Regions from separate parts of the Mus musculus genome. Here region 2 is linked to region 1. The links are chromatin contacts, called in public HiChIP or PLAC-seq maps. All regions are on one chromosome and are shown on one strand. Each heading gives the region's core, a stretch centred on a gene start, on an enhancer-like site or on the middle of the called end of the contact. The rest is flanking DNA. Distances are from core to core; before and after follow the strand shown.

What was found. HiChIP or PLAC-seq counts read pairs in DNA pulled down with a chosen protein or histone mark.
Region 2: an H3K27ac HiChIP or PLAC-seq map of T-cell acute lymphoblastic leukemia shows a contact between it and region 1, with 2.8 times the contacts expected there. The contact joins two enhancer-like sites. A contact is called at or near these places in 1 of 39 promoter capture datasets (embryonic stem cells), 26 of 484 Hi-C or Micro-C datasets (the C2C12 cell line, the HL-1 cell line, cerebellar granule neurons and 9 more), 1 of 115 datasets of contacts at active chromatin or transcription factors (T-cell acute lymphoblastic leukemia) and 1 of 9 other capture datasets (embryonic stem cells).

What each region holds. Positions count from the first base shown.
Region 1 is chr2:173,434,118-173,440,079 of GRCm38.p6, forward strand. No RefSeq gene overlaps it. Among named protein-coding and RNA genes, the nearest start is that of Gm14642, 43 kb to the left of the region's middle. Within about 2 kb of position 2,679, at least 68 of the 459 cell types and tissues checked have an H3K27ac peak or open chromatin away from gene starts, as enhancers often do. A contact at or near this core is called in T-cell acute lymphoblastic leukemia, where this site is marked.
Region 2 is chr2:173,540,008-173,545,733 of GRCm38.p6, forward strand. No RefSeq gene overlaps it. Among named protein-coding and RNA genes, the nearest start is that of 1700021F07Rik, 20 kb to the left of the region's middle. Within about 2 kb of position 1,969, at least 12 of the 459 cell types and tissues checked have an H3K27ac peak or open chromatin away from gene starts, as enhancers often do. A contact at or near this core is called in T-cell acute lymphoblastic leukemia, where this site is marked.

The sequences.
Region 1 (5,962 bases), core at 1,429-3,928:
TATGTATGTATGTATGTATGTATATATCTACCTATCTATCTGTCTGTTTATCATTCATATCTATCATCTATCAATCATCTATCTCTAATTACCTATGTATTATCTCTATCTATGTATCTATGTATCTATCTGTGTATCTATGTATCTATCTATGTATCTATGTATCTACCTATGTATCTATGTATCTATGTATCTATCTATCTATCTATCTATCTATCTATCTATCTATCTATCCATGGATCATTTAGATTTGTCTGTCTGTCCATCTATTTCTCTTTTTCCCCCCAGACAGAGTTTCTCTCTGTAGCTCCAACTGTCCTGGAATTCAGTGTATAGACCAGGCTGGCCTTGAACTCAGAGATCCGAGTGCCTCTGCCTCCCGAGTGCTGGGATTAAAGGTGTGTGCCGCCCTGCCTACTGGGAGTGAGACTGGCTACTGATGATTGCTGTGTGTGCTTACCTCACCACTGACACTAGCAACTTGAGGCAGGGAGGGTTCCTTTTGGCTCGGCTTGAAGTACAGTCCATCCTGGCCAGAGGTCTCAGCAGCAGGATCGTGAGGTGACAGTCACGTGCATCTGCAGTTAGGAACACACACACAAAGAGAGAGACAAATGCTGGTGCTCAGCTCATTGTTTTCCTTTGTGTGAAGCCCGAGACGTGTTTCCTTATTCCACCTCTGCACAGATGCTGCGTGACTGTGCGGCTGTGTGACTCTGTGAAACGGACCCTCAGAGCTGCCTCTGTTTCCTCTGACATGGAATGCAGATTTCCCAGCAGCATCTGCGTGTGCAGGTGAGGGTTAACTAGACTGAGACACTCAGAACAGAACCTGACATATACTGTGTGCTTATTAAATGCCAGCCTCTATTATTAATAACGATATTAATGTAACTAGTCCAAAGCACTAGCAGGTGGTATCAGCACCTACCACATGAAAGCCAGTGTCTGCCTGTGCTCCTGGAGGGATGGACCGCTCACGACCTCTCAGGAAGTTCAATGTCAGAAACTGAGATGCTGCAGCTCTGCTCTGAGGTCCTGGCTTCCCACCCTAAGCAACCCCACAGCTGACCCAGCCTGACCAAGCCTGACCCAGCACAGAGGGCCAAAATTCCTGCCACATGGTCTCTGCACTCAAACCTCGTAGGAGGGTGAGCCGCACAGGTCTCATCTGGCTCAGTGATTCAGCTACAGTCACCCAGCCCAGGGGCAGCAAACAACGACTTCAGGCAGCTGCTGCACCCTGAGGGTCTGGCAAGTCCCTGACAGCTATTTCTAACTCCCAAGTGCGTCCCCCTTTGATGACAGCTACTTCTGGACACAGAGACAGAACATGGGTGAAGCCTGAGACCACCCTTCCTTTCCTCTGAGGCTGGGAACAGCCGCTTCTCCCAGAGGACTCAGAGGTCAGAGCAGCCTGAGAAGCAGGCCATGGGTTCGAATGTTTCTCTGGTAGCCATGGCCTGGAGCTGAGGCTGCAGCTCAGCAGATGTTTCAGACAGCTGCAGTTGCTTCTAACACACCAGAGGCCCCCAGCCAGGAGGACCGGTGGAGAATGGATCTGCCTCTGCCATTGATCAGTACCTGAATAATACATCAAGGGCCTCTGACTTTAGCACAAAAGCCTGGCAGGTCGGTCTCTGCAACCAAACTCCCTTGGGACCAGCCATGCCAGTGGCTATACCACTGGGCAGATTCTCAAATCAAGAGATGAATGGCAATTATATCTTCAGCCCCTGTGCCCTGTGCCCTGGGGTTAGGCCCTCACCCCTACCAATGGCTGTCTCCTGGGAAGACAAGCTGCCCCTGCCCCTTGAGGTCAGTCACTAACAGCGCCATGATCTCTCTCACTTCGCCTTTTCCAGAGCATCGTGCTGTTAGAATCATGCACAGAGCTTTTCCAGGCTGGGCTTCTCAACTTTTTTTTTTCTTTTTTTAAACATACATAAGTTTTTTTTAAAGGGGGAAACTTTGTGTCACCCTCACAGGTGGGATCTCAGATTTCCCTGCTAAAACTACGAGGAAGTCACATGGATATCAGCAAGAATGGAGAATTCTCGATTCAGCAAAAGTCATGACAAAACTAGCAAAGATGCCCAAATTGACTTTTCTCAGGCTTCTGGAAATCCAGCACAGATCTGCAAAATTCCAGGGAGAGAGTGACTGTGGAGCGCCTGGCAGCATTTTAACCGGATGCATTTCCATAGCTTTCTCATCACCCAGCCTAGAGTCAGCAGCCGGGCCTCTCCCTGAGGGGACAGTGCCTCATCACCAGGAAACTGTAGTTACTCTGTCCTGGAGTGACTCTACTTGCAAGGTTGCCTTCATTTGACCTAATGTGGAAGATTTTGTTTTGTTTTTTTGTTTTGTTTTGTTTTGTTTTGAAACGGTAAGACGTTACGGATTCACCCGCTGGATTCCGGTGAACCACATTTTGAACAAACTATGAGCTAACCAAAAAGCCTAGGAGAAAGCCCAGGAAGAGAAGCTCCATGAAGCAGGCGGAGAGCAGGGGAAGACAGCAGCCACCAAACTGTTCATGGAGACACTTCAAATTCCAGCAGGTTCCTCATGGCTGTGTGCTGACAGAGGGTGCATGCTCAGAAGAGACCCAAGAAGGCCCTGGGCTCTCACTTCTTCCTCTCCACAAAAATGTAAACAGCAGGAAGTGACAACTGAGAGAGAGCCAACCACTTCCTGGTAAAGTACTAAAGGTGCATTTAACATAGACAGACACCCTGTCTCTGGAGGGGAGGGGTAATTCCAGGCATTTCAGCTCACTGCCCCATCATCGACTTGTAAGCAGCAGTATTGCAGGATCCAATGAGAAAAGCATACTACAAGATGTCAATAGACTCGAGGGTAAGAAAAGCTGGGGTGGGGGTTCCCTCACCACACAAGAAAACTCCTGGAGGCTGGAGAAATGGCTCAGTACAGAGAGCTTGCTGCGCTTGCAGAGAATCTGGGTTTAGTCCCTAACATCTGCATGGTGGCTCCCAACCCCTGGAACAGAGTTCCCGGATGCCTGATACTGTCTGGCCCCCACAGGTTCCTGTGCACCCTTGGTGTACATAAGCAAATGCAGGCTCACATGCATGCACATAAAAAATAATCACAGATAAGTATTAAGAAAAAAAAGATAACACCTGGCAAAATTGGCATGTTTTCATGATAATAGTACGGAGCAAACAGGAGTGGAACCAGTTGCATGATCCTCTCTGTAGACGCAGCAAGCTCCCCGTAGCATCCACACGCTCTCTCGGTAAGACCACTCAGCAAGCTACAGCTAGAGTAGAACCTGCCCACATGGGTCAGAGGTACCTGTGAAATTCTCTCAGCTGAAATCCTACTTAATGACAGGAGACAGTTGGTTCTCCTCTCCCAGCAGGTACAAAGCAGAAGTGTCTAGTCGCTTTTCCTATTGTACTGGACATTCAAAGCCCGAAGCTGGGTCACTCACTGAGTACCAGGGCTGTTCTCCAGAGACTATCACTTGGAATCAATCACAGAACAATCTGAGCCAGGGACTGCGCATCCTTAATTCTACAGCCCGAGACAGTGGGGGACTCACCAAGAGCACCTGTGGGGCCTGGAGAGATGAGCGCAAGTCACTCTTGTAGAGGGAGGACCTGGGTTCAATTCTCAGCACCCACGTGTCAGCTTATAACTCCCTGCAACTCCAGTTCTTGGGGATCTAACACCCTCTTCTGGCCTCTGTGAGCACCAGACATACACATGGGACATTTACATATGTGCAGGCAACCGCTGATATGCATAACTAATTCATAAATCTTTTATTAAAAGGAGTCCCTGCTGGTCAGAGACCTACAGGCAGAGGCAGACTGGTGACCCTTTCTCTGTGCCTAAGCCTAGTGCTGGATGCTCCTACCAGTGATGTCACTGGATGCTCACATCAGTGATGTCACTGGATGCTCCTATCAGTGATGTCACTGGATGCTCCTATCAGTGATGTCACTGGATGCTCCTGTCAGTGATGTCACTGGATGCTCCTGCCAGTGATGTCACTGGATGCTCCTATCAGTGATGTCACTGGATGCTCCTATCAGTGATGTCACTGGATGCTCCTACCAGTGATGTCACTGGATGCTCCTGTCAGTGATGTCACTGGATGCTCCTGCCAGTGATGTCACTGGATGCTCCTATCAGTGATGTCACTGGCAGCCAGAGACTCCTCACCATGACCTCAGAGCCTGGGCTGCTTTCTCTGTCAGGCATATCGTCAGCACTGTGCTGTGGTCACCAAGGGTCACCATGCACTTGTTCTGAAAATGGACAAGGAAAGTCAGACACCAACGTTTACATATGAAAACCAGCTGGGTCTGGGGAGACGGTTCAACCCAGAAAGCACTCGCCACGAAGCATGAAGATCTGAGTTTGATCCCAAACGCCTGCATAAGAGTTGGGCAAGGGATCAGCGCACACCTCTACTCCCGGGACTGGGGAGGTAGAGAAGGGGCCCGTGGAGCCCACTGGCCAGTCAGTCTAGTTGATTATGAGTTCTGGGTTCAATGAGAGGCCCTGCCTCAAAAAAATATGGTGGGGAGTGCTTGAGGAATGACACTCAAGGTTGACCTTTGGGAAAGAGCCACCAAGGGACAGGGATAGAGCCTGGGGCCAAGGGAGAAGGGGGGCCACAAGGTCTGAGAAACAGAAGCACAAAGGTTTCTGGTAGGCAGAACTCAGAGCTACATGGTGGCCACCAGGAAACAGCCGAGAGGGAATTTGGCTGTGTGCGTGTACAGGCATACATGTATGTACACCCATGTGCACACAGTGTGCATAGACCCAAGAACATGTAGCCAGATAGGAGCTGACAGGCAAATCCGGGTGATAAGAAGAGCTCCCTGCAGTCTGCCCACGAATGCTTAGGAAATCCAGTTAAATATATTGCCTACATTGTATCAATGAAGAGACTGAGGCATTCCGCCCAGAGAAGCCTAGTAAATGGCAAAGTGGAGACGTGGACCCAGAGCTCACGGGCTGCTGAAGAGCCAAAACTAGCCAGATGGCCACCAGCTCCCTCAGAGACAGACTGGTTCATGTCCCCTTTCTCTGCAGCCTGGGAGAGTCGGCACTGTCACAGAGAGCCACTGTTTCCTCCGTCTGCATCTGGTTTTTCAGACAGGCCAAGTTTCTGGAAGGTTGAGCCTGGAACATTGATCAGCGTCGCTGGCCTGGCTGAGAAGCCTGGGACAAGCCAGACACAGAGGAAAACACACAGCCTCAAGCACGGAGTTGTCTCTCACTCCAGGCACAGGCAGTAGGCGTTTGCTTGTTTGTTTGTTTATGTTTTAAGACAAGGCCTCATTGTAGCCCAGGCTACCTTCTAACTCAAGATGTAGCCAAGGATGACCTTGAAGGTGCCTGCCTTTGAGGGCTGAGCTTACAGGCATCAATCACACTCAGTTTATGCTTGGAACTCTGCCTGTGAGCTCTGAGTCCATGTCTCCACTTTGCCATTTGCTAGCATTCTCTTGGGGTGATCTCAGCCATGCTCACTACCAGTCAAGCCGCTGCCCCAGGTCTGTGTTTATCTTACCCATATCTGCCCATGATTCTCACTTTGCAAAGTAGAGGTGGCTGTTTTCACAGGAACAAGCCGTGGACTGTCTCTCTCAGTGTTCCCCGAGACATAATCAAGTTATACGGGTTGGAAGTAATCATCAAACAGCTAAAGGGTCCCAGGAGAGGGCTGGGCCTACCCCAGGCCCCGAGGTGACCACACAGGCCAGCTGAGGACAGCACCACCCAGTCCCCACTCTGCTTGCACTGCGGGGGTACACAAGAGAGGTTTCATGACGTCTCCAAACCTGGTTTCTCATCCGGAGCACACTGCTGTCCTCACTGAGACAGCTGAAGGGAAAGTCAGATGAGAAGGTGGAGCAGAACCAAGTACTCAGTACCCAGCACCTCCCATATGGCTGCCAATGCCTGGGACAAC
Region 2 (5,726 bases), core at 719-3,218, 110 kb after region 1:
TCTCTGCAGGGTGGCAGCCGGGAGGGGTTCAGAGAGAGGGCACTTCAGGTCACATTCTATTCTTAATCAAGACCCTGGGGACCCAGCTGTGTGTCGCTTACAAAAATTCGCCAGGCTGCACATTTGGGACAGTGGGCTGGGCTGTTCTCTCGGGTTCAGGGGTTTTTCGGAGAAATATTAAATGTGTGCGTCTACTGGCTGTGTTTGGTTTCCTGCTAGATGTTTGAATTGGGAGCTCAGGCCCAGACTCAGGTTGTGAGATGTCCACAAGGTGAGTCTGTGGTCCAGACCTCCCTGCACAGGACGTCTCTCCGCACTAGGCTTGAAGTGAACCTTCTGGGGTCCACAAGCACATACCCCTTCTTCATGGGTAATATTAGCTTGATTTCTTGCTGTGATAAAACACTATGACCAAAAGCAACTTGGGAGGAAAGGATTATTTGGCTCACAGGTTACAGTCCATCAGGGAAAGCAAGAGAAGAACCTGGGGCAGGGACCTGGGGCCAGACACTCAAAGCAGAGGCCACAGAGGGGTGCTTGCTCCTCGTGCCTTACACTGCCTGCTTTTTTATACATCCTAGGACCACCTACCCAGGGAAGACACCCCCACAGGGAACTGGGCCTTCTGCATCAGTCATTAATTAATCAATCAAGAAAATGCCCACAGGCTTGCCTCCAGGCAGATTATGGAGGCATTTTCTCAGTCGAGGTTCCTTCATCTCACATGGCCCTAGCTTGTGTCACATGGACAAAGCTAACCATCCCTGGGAAATTTCATTCATAGGAATATGGTTGTAAACATCCCAAATAAAGATATCCCCTTAAACAGCAGCACACTTGAAGAGGACTGACTTTTTGGTGTTCTGGAAAGAATTCCCAGTCGCCCCCAGGGTGTCCCTGAGTCCTTGGAGAAGCCACTGTCCCCACCACCCACCATCTTCCCCTCTGCGGCAGCTCTTCTGGGGACTTGGGGACCTGCCTACCCTTCCAGAACACCCTGCCATACCAGCTCTGGGGTGGGGGTGGGGGGTGGGGTCAGCTGCAAGCAGCACAGCTCTACCTCCCCTGGGGGGGGGGGGAGATGGGGGATGAGGAGAGAGAGAAGTGGGGGGAGATGAGGAGAAAGATGGACAGGGGTGGAGATGTTCAACCAAACCACAAGTGCTGGGCATAGGTAAGGGGGGAAGAGGAGGGAAGGAGCCAAGGGAAAGGAGGAGCCAAAGGGGGCAGGATGCAAGGACCCATGGGTATGAAGAGGCAAGAGGGAAGGAGAGGGAAGGGTTTCCAGCCCAGAGAATGAGTATGGGAAAACCTGAGCACAGGGAAATGGACCCCAGGGCCAGACTCTGTGGGTAAGCTGTCATGGTGGGCATAGGTCCTCTCTGTTCCTCCTGTAGAGAACCACACCCAGCAAAGACTATGGCATCAAGACCTTCCTCCTTCCATCAACGGCGTCTGCCAAAGGGATCCTGACCTCTCTGCCCACTGGCATCTCTGTTGTATCTAGCATTCATCCAAAACTACCCCAGTTGGTGTTTAATTCCATCCCTGGACAATGGTGGTGGTCACTAACCGGGGGCTGGCCTGGGTTTGTGTATCCCTTCCACTTACTCAGATGAGGCTGGGTTCGAGGGAGCCAGGCTGGGCTGGGGCACTGGGACCAGGTACTAGGGTCTCATAGAGTTACTTCAGTCACTGCAGTGGGCCAGTGCTCCTGGAGACTCAGTCTCCCTCAAAGGGCATCTGAGAGACATATGAAGGTCCCTGTCCTGTCCTTGACCTCCAGCCCTAAAGGTTGCAGCCCCTGCTGGTAGCTCTGGGCTTTAGTTTCTTTAAAGACGAGGTTCTGTGGCTCTCTGCAGAAGGCACTATGAGTAACTGCTGAGATGGCTGACAGGGCAGGGCTCTTATCAGGTGACAGCTTGTGATCCTTGGAGACCACAGAGCCATCCCAGCAACCCTCCTGCAGGAAGGCACACAGCCTGATCTCACCATAGGCCTCTGATGTCCTGCCGCTGCCACCGCCGCCCTCTACACACTCCCCCAAGGGCCCAGAGGGCCCTTTCCTCAGCACAGCTGGGGAGACAGGACTTGCACCTGGCTCCTCCCCAGAGTCTCAGGATTTCCACAAGGCCAAGCTTCCAGGAATCTGGATGTGCACCCTGGCCAGTCACTATCAAAGACAGACAGACAGAGCCAGCATTGACTGCACACTTGCTGTGCACCATGCACACTTGCTGTGTACCATGCACACTTGCAGTGTACCATGAGCACTTGCTGTGTACCATGCACACTTGCTGTATACCATGAGCACTTTCTGTGTACCATGCACACTTGCAGTGTACCATGCACACTTGCAGTGTACCATGCACACTTGCTGTGTACCATGTACACTTGCTGTACACCATGCACACTTGCTGTACACCATGCACACTTGCTGTGTACCATGCACACTTTCTGTGTACCATGAGCACTTGCTGTGTACCATGCACACTTGCTGTAAACCATGCACACTTGCTGTGTACCATGCACACTTGCAGTATACCATGCACACTTGCTGTGCACCATGCACACTTGCTGTGCACCATGCACACTTGCTGTGCACCATGCATACTTGCTGTGTACCATGAACACTTGCTGTGCACCATGCACACTTGCTGTAAACCATGCACACCTGCTGTGTACCAGCTATTGCTCAAGAAATTCTGGGTTTATTCCACATTTCAAATGGCAGGGAGGGACTCTGGAGTCTGAGTTTAAGCATCAGGACATCAGGGCACATCGAGGCACAGGAGACCACAGTGAAGCTCCAGCAGGCTGAGCCTGTGGCAAACCCATGTGTGACAAATTTCTGCGGGGTTCGATCTATACAGATGGCCTTGGGGGCAGAAGCCAAAGAGTGCCTTTGAAGCAGCAGGGCCTTGGCAACCAGGGCTCAGCCCCTCAGGGCTTTGCCAAGGAGCAAAGGGTTCTGCTGCTCTGGAGAGGAAGCAAGGCCAGGCATCAGAGCCACCAAATCCTCGGACCCTACCCCAACCTGGTGCCAGTTCTCTTACTGTCTCAGTCATAGTTTTCCCAAAAATACTTCTTGGAAGAAAATAGTTGAAACTTTGTTTTCTACTCTGACCATTCCACAAAACCCTGATGAAGGAGTCTAGCGAGAAAGAAAGACAGTGTGCACACACACAGGTGCACACATATGTACTCATTCACACATGCGTATGCACAGGCACACTGGTACATACACACACACATACATACAGGCACACATTCATACACTAATAGGTCACTGGATACCACAGGCACACATGCACACACTCACTCACACACACATACACACTCACACACATGCCCACACACTCATACACACTCACACACATACATACTCACACACTCACACACACATACACACACACATACACACACACACACATACACACACTCACACAGGCCACTGGTTATCATCTCCACAAGTGAGTAGACATGCGAGCGTTTTCTGAGGACACACTTCCTCAGGGGGTGTCAGATCTCAGCTTGGATCCTGCTGCATCCACTTTCCACAGTCAGGGACAGCAGGGGCCTGACATTTTTCACAGAGGTAGCAACTCCATCTGATGTCTCTGAACTGCACCTCGACAAATAGCAGTCACTTCTGAATCTACTTCTCCGAAAGGTCACCAGCCAGACACCCACAGAAAAGCCAGCCGTCACTGTCACTGTCCCCGTTCCCCCTCTCCATGTCCTCCACATTGTGTCCCTCCTCCCTCAGTCTGCCTTGTAGAACTGCACAAAGGGAGAAAGGTACCAGAGAGGAAGCCCACCTGCCGGGCTTGTTACCTGCCTGGCTGCCAGCATTCCCTATTCTTCTGTTCACCAATAAGAGGCAGTCCCATCACGCACGCAGGGCCTGGCTCACATACACAGACTTGCTTCAAAGCTGTGAGGCCCATGTCTGCCCTGAACCTGAAGCCAAAACTCAACAACCACATGCTGTCCCCATGTCCTGCAGAGGGAGGCTCTTGAAGAAAGCACAGAAAACTCGGCCTCTCCCAAGTTCCCCCACGCACCCTCAGCCTGCAAGGGAGATCTCAGAACCACACTCACAAGCTCACCACCTTGGCCTGCTAAGCGCTGGCCTCTACTGTGATGGGGCTAGGGCCATCTCCACCTGCAAGGAAGGAGGAGGACTAGACCTCCAGTCTGCCAGGAAGGGAAAGGCCCTGGACACAGATGGGACAGTCAGCTCAAAGACCCCCAACGTATCTCCCTGTGCTACAAGAGGCGGGGCCCTGTCCATGAGTTCCAGTCCTTCAGCCGACTGACAGATCCTCAGTCCACAACTGAGAGCTCAGGTCATCCCACCCCCAGGAAGGACGCCTGTGTAAGGGAAGCCAGGCCTGTGCCCACCCATCCAATCACTCCTCCTAGTACTCTTGCCACTGTCCCAGAGCAAGATGAAAGCTAGCCACAAAGCTGCTGGCCTTGTGAAGACAAGACTCCAGCAGCCATGGACCCGAAGCTGCAAGAGAAGGGGCTGTGCTCTGGAAAAGAGCCTCTCGGGACCCCTGCTGAGGTCACTGTTGAGCTGAGAGTGTATGGGGGATCTCAGGGGATGGAGACAATGAGGAGCAGAGGGGAACTGGGGAGGTTGGAGGGTAGAGGACCCCTCAGGAAGAGAAGAGCTGGGGTAGTATGGTCACCAAGGTGCCCACAGCTCCCCATGGCTCCCACAGCACTCCAGTACCTCAAAGCCTGGGTCAGGCCCACCTACCCATGTGGAACATGGCAGGAGCCAACCACACTAACTGTAGGAGAGAGATGGTGGCTTGGCCTCTCTGAGCCCCAGTTTCCCCATCAGAGATGGCAGAGGAAAGAGAGACAAATCTAGCAGCCTGGCTCTCATCCCTCATGCCTTGAAGGACACTGTGCTCAAAGGTCCTGGTTTGTCAGTAATGACTGTCCTCAGCTAGAAACCGGTGAGAGTAACAAGGAACCGTAAGGGACAGAATCCTGAAGGGTGTCAAGAGTTGGCTCTGGATGAATTCTGAATCTAGAGTCTTTTGTGCTCTATGACCTTGGATGGTTTATCTCAGGGTCTCAATTTTTCTGAGAAAATGCAAATAACAATGAGTCTCTCTCTGTGTCTGTCTGTCTGTCTGTCTGTCTGTCTCTCTCTCTCTCTCTCTCCCTCTCTCTCTCTCTCTCTCTCTCCCTGTCTCTCTCTCTGACTGCAAGGATCTAGTAAAGTAAGCAGGACTCCCGGCTTGTGGTCAGTCCCTGCAACAAATGCTTTGGGCTCACCCAGTTCCTTCAGTATGGATGGGGCAGACCCCAGATGCCAAGCTCAGTCAACTGCAGGTCTTCACAGAACCTTCTTGTAGCCTCCTGCTGAGAATCACTGATTTGGGGTTCATTTATGTCTAAATGGGTTTCTGCCTGAACATCTTACCTTTTTGTGATTTTCCTTTCAAATTATCGAAGGATGTGCTCTTGGCTTTTGAAAACAGAAAATGAATAAAATGTCAACGGCACAAAATAAAGAATGAAAATCAAGTCCTTCCCCGGCATCGGGATGCCGAAGTGGGAGCCGCTCTTTCAGGACAAGATGCCCTGACTCCCCAAACACTCATCACCCACGCTATATCCAGTCTACTTTAAATGATCACCTGAGAGGAATTCAGTCTTGTTTATCACTCGCACCCCTGTCCCTGCTCCCCTATCGCTCA